Regions from separate parts of the Hordeum vulgare genome. Here region 2 is linked to region 1. A link is a contact called in public Hi-C data. All regions are on one chromosome and are shown on one strand. Each heading gives the region's core, a stretch centred on a gene start, on an enhancer-like site or on the middle of the called end of the contact. The rest is flanking DNA. Distances are from core to core; before and after follow the strand shown. Region 1 holds the start of LOC123403910 (protein NBR1 homolog). Region 2 holds the start of LOC123402449 (ribosomal RNA-processing protein 8).

The links. A called contact is a pair of places that touch in the nucleus more often than the background predicts.
Region 2: a Hi-C map of seedling shows a contact between it and region 1, with 4 times the contacts expected there. The contact joins the promoter of LOC123402449 here to the promoter of LOC123403910 in region 1. A contact is called at or near these places in 3 of 6 Hi-C or Micro-C datasets (leaf and seedling) and 1 of 1 datasets of contacts at active chromatin or transcription factors (embryo).

Annotation. Positions count from the first base shown.
Region 1 is chr6H:326,092,940-326,097,235 of MorexV3_pseudomolecules_assembly, reverse strand. LOC123403910 (protein NBR1 homolog) reads left to right here and starts at 3,039. Exons shown (of 7, transcript XM_045097820.1): 1 at 3,039-3,358. The coding sequence starts at 3,287.
Region 2 is chr6H:326,914,969-326,918,968 of MorexV3_pseudomolecules_assembly, reverse strand. LOC123402449 (ribosomal RNA-processing protein 8) reads right to left here and starts at 2,623. Exons shown (of 9, transcript XM_045096374.1): 1 at 2,302-2,623. The coding sequence starts at 2,517.

The DNA.
Region 1 (4,296 bases), core at 1,790-4,289:
GGGCTGCCCGCGAGGAGCCACCCTCGAGAAGCCACATTGCTTCCCGAATCGGTGGTAGTTATTACACTCATCTTCCCTCATTCCTCTCTCTCCCTCTCCACTCTCCCCTCTCTCCACTCACCTACAGCGGCGAGGGGATGCAGTAGATTGAAGAAGAACAAGTCGACCTCAGGCCACCTTCATCGGCATCCACGACGAAACACGTTGGCAATGGCGGTAAGCAATCCCCCTCTCCGCACCTACTACTTTGCATTCGATTCGAGTTTAGGTTTGATCCACGTTAGGGGAATGGGGAATCGGGGTATCATAACATCATCATGACTAGTGGTAGATAGGAGGTTCCTGATACAGATTGAGTACAATAGGGATGGGGATTAGGGTTCATCTTACACAATACACATAGATCTTAGCCTCGGGGACCCCAGAGGCGCTTGGAGAGGCGGGTGACCTTGGACTTTCTCTTGGTCTTCTCCTCGACCCGCACCATCGTCTCTTCTTCCTTGTCGGAGTCCATCTCGATGGGCATGCTTGGTGTCCTGGCTCTGGCGCCCTCACAATCATGGCCACCGCATTTTCTTCCACCTCCATAGCCACCAGTTCTTGATCCTTCTCGAGCGGCACCACCACAGTGTTTGTGGTGAAGTACACTACCGCACGATGGTCATGAGGACGTCGGTACTGTCCGTACTTGGCCCACTTTTCCCTCTATCCAGCAACGCCAGAGTCGGCCTAATTCATGGTCCAACGAAGTATGTCGAGTGACATAGTGCCCTTCGCTGGGTGAGGAATCAATGTCTTCAACTCCTTCGATGTGGCCTTCTTCACCACATCGTCTGATTCTTTGTGCAGCTTGTCCATGCTGTTGAAGTTTAAGCACACTGCCATGGTGTTCTCAAACTTGGTGCGGTCACCGAGCGAGCATCCTAGGAAGAATGCCCTTCATCCAATGCTCCAAGGGAAGGGGTTGGGAATGGGGTTGGGACTTGGGGTTGAGGTTGGGGTTCAACTTGTTGTCGGAGTTCATGGCGATGGGTTGAAGGAAGAGTGAGTGACACATAGGTGGAGTGGTGACCGTCAGGCTGGGTAAATAAAAGGGGTTCTGGGCGATAGGTTTTAATGACGATGTTGCAATGTTCATATTGCAGATCGTGACCGTTTGAACCTCTTCACAATGCAGATCGACACGTGGAGCAAGGGGAAGGAGGTGGTGCCACCAAAGGGGCAAGACAAGGGCAAGGACGTGGTGCCTTCCGCAAAGGTGACGCCCGTCCAGAGCCCTCGCACGGAAGATGATGAGCTGGAAGAGCCTCGAGCGGCAAGCGCCAAAACTACGACCACTACCATGAGGTGGGAGGGCCAACCAACTTTCGCAAGGTGACTATGCCCCCCAGCTGGAGGCCATACCTATGTCGTTGGACTTCACGAATCACTTCGAGTCAATGTCACATGAGTTCAAGCTAAAGACGAACATTGACTCCTCCTCGAGGGTGACCGTTCATGTGTTGAACGGAGGGTCACCCTCGATCAGGGTTGGGCCACCTTCGCCACCGTCCATCAAATCAAGATAGGCTTCATGATGACCTTCAAGCTACTCACTCCCGACATGCCGAAGGTCATCGATGTCATTGAAGTGGTGACCAGGTGCGGGAAACACAACGACACCTTCGCCGTGAACCCTTAGGACAACCCGACATGCCCCACCCTGCTTTTAGTTCCATCTCAAACTGGTTTGCGTGTAAACTGATGTGTGTGTTTTAATTGTGGCACAATATCTATATCTATTATGTTATGTTATGTGTGTTCTTCCTGAGGCCGTTGTATGCTCGTAACCTCACCACCGCGTTCAAAATGTTTCCACATAACAACCGGTGCATGCCACCAAACATTACGCTCTATGTTTGCGCTTACACAAATGGGTAACCAAACAATATGTCTAGAGTGATACCTCATGCAAGAGTATATGCATACAACCAAACTAAATGGAGATATTAGTTTTGTGTCTGTTTTACCTCAACCAGGCCTTGTTTATCTAGGCTTCACGGGCCAGTCCCAGCGCCTACCAAACACGTCCTCGATGACTTAGGATGAGGTATGGTATTTACACTGACCCCTCAATTGCCAAATCCCTGAGCCATGAGACAAGGTTTCTCAGCCGCGTGGGTAGGAAGAAATCGAGGGGGATTAAGGCCTTGTTTGGCAGGAAGGGGGTGGGGAGGATTGTGTAGGGAGGTTTCAGAGGATTGGGTGAATCCCTTACTTCCACCCAATCCTTTCAAATCCCCTCAATTGTTAAATCCGTGAGCCATGAGAAAAGATTTCTGAGCCGCGTGGGTAGGAAAAAATCGAGGGGGATTACAGAGGATTGAAGAGGTTTGCTCACCACAAACCCTGTCCATTAAATGAACATACGCGAAATCGCGTGGTTTTTGATCCCCTCGAAAATAATCCCCTACAAACCTTCTCAAACCCTGCGCACCAAACAAGGCCTGAATGACTTCTTTTTTGATAGGATCAATCGATTAGACAAAAAAAGAACACTCGATTGAATCCCGACCGACTAAGGTTATATTGCGGGCCCACTCGTCATCGACCCAGAGGATCGGGCCGGATCGAGGAGGCAAGAGGTTCTCTCGTATTGCGGAGAAAGAAGATCCGCAGAATTAAAATAACGTTAAAATTCGAAACCCTTATCCGTATCCTGCAGCTGACACATGGATCGCACGCGTGGAGCCCACGACGCGACACTGGACAGGCGTTAAATGCGTTTTCACCCTCTACTTCACAAGTCTGACAGGAAATCCACGCACACAAATCCAAAGGAAACCCCTAGGCAGTTTTACACTCAGCTCCCTCGTACCCGCGCAGGCAGGCGGTGCGAGGCCTCGCTCGCTGTACGCACAGAAATCCAAAGGAAACCCCTAGGCAGTTTTACACTCAGCTCCTCGTACCCGCGCAGGCAGGCGGTGCGAGGCCTCGCTCGCTGGCGCCTGGGCCCCACCCGGCACGACTTAATTGCCCCAACGGTGTCCATCCTTCGCACCGAAGGAAAAGGCGTGATAAAAGAGGACTCTAGCACCCGAGCCTTGGCCCGCACCCGCACATCGCCACTCTCCCCCACGCCACCACCACCGCCGCTGCGGCTTACGGCTACGCAGCTCTCGCGTCCCTCGACGCCGCCGCCGCTGTCCGAGGTTTCCGGCCGCTAACTTCGTCTCCTCTAGGATTGACCCGCTCCTCCACACGATCGCTGCGTCCTCCGCCTCTCCCACAGGGTTTCTCTGCCGCCATGTCCGGCCTGAGCGCGCCGCCGTTCGACGGCCTCGCGTCGGGGCCCGACCCCTGGGACGTCGTCGTCAAGGTGATCCTTCTCTTGGTCTTGAGCTGTGGTTTTGTTTCCCCAGTGATTAAGGGATACGTGCGAGAGAGGGGAACCGCTTTTTGAGGGGTTTGATTCGCGTCGTTCAAGGGGGCGGCTTCGTGATTGCTGGTTGATTGGGCGTGGCTTAGGTGTGAGGTTGGGGTTTGCTCACTTATCGGACGTATTTTACGTGTTTGGTTTTGTGGTTACTTTCTGCAGCTTTTTTCTAGGAGTAACCATAGTTTAGTCAAATATAATTGATCTCTTACAATCGAATAGGTGTAGAATAAGATTGATCACACAGGTTGTGCGCATGATGTGGCTGAGGCTCCTATATTTCTTGGTAGTACGAGGGAACGCGTGTATGCCGTTCTCTCCGGGATCTGTTTTCGAGTAAAAATGGGATATGCTCTTGGTGTGCCTCAGCAAGTGATATGTTGGATTAGTGATCGATGGACGTTGCGGGCACGGCCTTGCTCATGTTTGTTGCTAAAATATGCACCTGACCCTGTTTTACTCCAAAATATGTTTGACAGATCAACTTCATACTATTATTTGATCATGGATCGGTGCCTATTGTATATATGCGTAGCACAAAGTAACACTTCATATTTTAGACATCTAAGCTCAAATCTGAGCAATTAAATCCAGTTTATTGCTGGGTTAAAACTTGTAATTGCTATATCAGTACCGATATCAAATATTGTTTATTGAATCTTGATTATGGGGTTAATTGTATCATCGATGCATGTAATCACTAGTCAGCTGACCAGTCCTTTGTCCATCACATGTCATGGTAGTCTTGTCCTTCACTTTATGGCTCTTTGAATAAAGTTGTGTAGTTTGCTCTAGTAACTTTCCGATTGAGTATTCCCATGCATCGATCCTTCTGTATATTTTGTAACTTCATGACTTGATGAACAAGTTATATTTTTATG
Region 2 (4,000 bases), core at 1,374-3,873, 820 kb before region 1:
TCCAAACCTCACATAAATTGTGGGCATTGTTTACAAAGCATCCCGCTTCAGACGCTTAAGCGTCGCTTAAGCAACAAGGCGCCCTGGCAGCGCCTTAGATATTTGTCTGCTTTAGGCGCTTAAGCGCCCGCTTTAGGCACTTAGGCGTTGCCTAAGCGTTAGAGCGGGTGGTGCTCGCTTTAGGTCGCTTTACCGCTTTATAAACAATGATTGTGGGATTTGTTAGAAAAAAGATCTAAGAGCAAATGTGCATTGTGTGTGATAAAGATGTGTATTAAATTCAGCCACGCATCAAAGCATGTGAGTATCTCTAGCTTAGGTGTTGACATTATCAACATTAGATCATACACCTACTCGTCCTACCGGAAATCCAGAGCAATGATCACGTCACCAAATATGACCTCTGGTTTAAGTACATGAACATTTCGTGCTAGAGATAGAGAACATGCTAAAATATGTGTAATGCACCATTTGTGCACGGTGCGAAAGAAATACTGTACTCAGTTTGTAATACAAGTCTACTTATACTAGTGAGTGGTACATGCTACGCATGTGACGGTATTAGTTAGTACTATAGTGTGTTCCGAGAGTAGTTATTATACTGCAATATAACTACTCATCCTACATAAAAAAAAAATCCATCCCCATATAAGTTAATCTAACACTTCATCTGAAATTTACGCACTTGTTTTTTTGCCATACACTGCATGTACATATCAGTTTTAAATCGGTTACACATGCATACATATTTAGTTGGAAACTACTCCCTCCGTTCCTAAATATAAGTATTTTTAGAAGTTACACTAAAAGACTACATACGGATGTATATAGACATACTTCAAAGTATAGATTCACTCATTTTACTCCGTATGTAGTCTCCTAGTGAAATATCTGAAAAGACTTATATTTAGGAACGGATGGAGTACATAATTACTATTACACGGGTACGTGCACAGGACGTCCAAAGTTTCCATGCTTATAATTAGTACTTGCACTACAGCCAGTTTAAACAAACTCAACCTGAACTTCAACTCAATTCAAAAAATAAATTAATCTCAAAGCTGCAAGCATTATTAGTTTAACTTCTTGTGTAGCCTTATCTTTCAATACATACAGTTCTAAGCAACTCTCTCGAAACTTCACCTCTTAGGTATCTCAATGGCGCTTGATTGGTGCACATGCTGCATGCAGAACACACACTGCCACGCTCATGGCTCAGCTGCCAGTGCGTGTGCCATGGACGGAGCGGCTTCCCAGGCCAGGTACGTGCACAGATGGATGACAGCCACAAGCAACTAACTTTTATAGTCTGTAGAATGTACTGTAGCTGTGAATCCCGGCATTTTCAACCATCCGATGGACTTAATCAACAGTTCACATTGCTTCTTGATCTTGTGATTGAAAAGTTTAAAACTGATACACTATATAGTAGTATTAGATATAGTTTTTGCATATGCAATTAATTTTATGTAGACTTTTATTCTACTTTTCTAAAAAAGCGCACTAGATATAGACAATGCTGTCAGTCGTCTACATCTTTCGACAGTGACCAAGCATGTCAATGGGGAGGCGGAAGTCGTGCACAAGGAGCGGGCAAACATGTTGGTCTCCTCATGCGGGTTTGTAAAAGATTCTAGAGATGCAACATGGCATGATCCAACCGAACTGAGAAGTAGATCCAACGGCCAAGGATGATGGGATTCACCACTCTTCATCATTGGATAAGAGTAAATCAACGGCTAATATTTGAAGTTATTAGCACACTATATATCAAGGATTCGTAGAAGATTCTAGAGATGCAACATGGCACGATCCAACCAAATTGAGAAATAAATCCAGCGGCCAAGGGCAATGGGATTTTCCACTTCTCCACTGGATAAAAGTAAATCAGCGGAGAATATTTGAAGTTGTCGGTATACTACATAGTGGTATAGATATTACTCCCTCCATAAAGAAATATAAGGTCGTTTAGATCACTAAAGAGTAGTTTTTTGCAAAGTGGCACATATGATCATAATTCCCGCAAAAAAAATTTATCACAATCGTGTACAGTTGTTTTAATGAAATGAATAATCGTGCATTCTAGTATGTTATACTAGTATTTTGTTCTTCAGGGATTATAATGATATGAATAAGTACTCAAAAGTCAAATATCACAAGCGGTGTGTACCTACAGACGTAGCAAATCATCTTTATCATCCCACGAACACACCACTTTGCAAAAGGAAACGAACACCAAGCTACCAACACTCCTCATTCTAGTATTCTACACATGCAGCTCTAGGACTAGGAAGGAATTACCTTTTCGAGTAGGCTCGTAGGCTTGCGCCCCTTGGATATTGCGGCGGCCTCGCCGGCCTTGCGACGCCGCTTCTCCAGGGGGGAGGCCCCATCCGCTGGAGGGTCAGGCAGAGGTGCCTGTTGTGAGTAAGAAGAAGAATCCTTCTGGCGTTTCCCGACTCCTCCTCTACGCCGCCTCTTGCGGCCGCCGGCGGTCGATTCTTGCTGAGATTTCATCTAGGAGGGGAGGCCGGCGGCCGGAGTCGCAGCGGCGGCGTGACCTTTTCGGGGTTTGGGGGGAATTCGTGCGGCTGTCTTGTTGCGACCCAGTTGCACGGAAGCGGGCCAGCGATATGTCTGTCGTCGGCCTCTTTACACAGGTGAGAGTAGATAGCACGGCCCAAAGTGCATGATATCGGCCCATGTCCTTGTACGGAGGCATTAAAAAAACTTACCCACGCAGCTAGAGCAACTAGGTTAGCAAGCACTTCTTCGGAAGCCTTTTAGCGAATACTCCCGGGCCGTCACTTGGCGCGTTCTTAGCCGCCGTCACATGTCGTGCTCCGAACGTTTCCTTTGTATTTTGCATTTTTTAGTTTTTCGCACGTGTTTTCGGCCTTTAAGAGTGGGTTTTTTCGGATTTTTTTTGGTGTTTCGGTTTTTCACCGGTCTTTCGTAACTTTTGGACGAAACGTTTCTTTTTTGCGAGAGGCACGGTTTTGCTTCAGCGAGAGGCATGGTTTTGCCTTCGCGAGAGGCATGGTTGTGCCTCTCGAAAAGGAAAAAAATGTGTTTTTGTTTTTTTACGAGAGGCACGGTTTTGCTTTTGCGAAACGCACGGTTTTGCTTTTGCGAAACGCACGGTTTTTGTCTTCGCGAGAGGCACGCCCGTGCCTCTCGGAAGGGGAAAACGGATTTTTTATTTTTTTACGAGAGGCAAGGTTTTGCTTCCATGAAAGGCACGAATTTGCCTTCGCGAGAGGCACGTCCGTGCCTATCCCGAAAGGAAAAAACGCGTTTTCTGTTTGTTTTTTTTTGTGAGAGGCACGATTTTGCTTCGCGAAAGGCACGCTCGTGCCTCTCCTGAAAGGGAAAAAACACGTTTTCTGCTCTCTTTTTTTCGTAAGAGGCACGGTTTTGCTTCCGCGAGAGGCACGTCTTGCCTTCACGAGAGGCACGATCAGTGCCTCTCACAAAGGGGAAAACGCGTTTTTTGGTTTTTTTTTCTATCGCGTGAGGCATGGTTGTTTCTTTCGGGTTTTTCGTTAAAAAAAGTTTGTTAAAATCTATCAACATGGGATCTAGTTTTGAAGATCTCGACGCGAGGAAGCCAACGGTGAAAAAAAATCGAGATTTGGACGCACGGTTTATAAGATAAAACGTTTCGGAAATACGGATCTACAAAAAAACGGAAAACTCTAAGGTTGCGTGTAACACCCCGAGACCGACGCCCTAGAAGATTCCCCTTTTATTCCGTTGTCGCCGTGTTGCTAGATTGTCTGTCGCGTTCATCATTGCATCATGCGCGTCATCTGCATTGCATCGGCACTTCGTTGCCGCCAGTTTTCAAAACTTGCATCCGTTATTAGTTGTCAGTTCTCTCATGTTCGTCGTTGGCCGTTTTGAGCCCGACCACACACCTACGCGTCCGCGACATCGATAAAATCTTGTTTTTAAAAGTGCTTATACAATATTCTCGGATTGGGTTGAAACTTGGTGT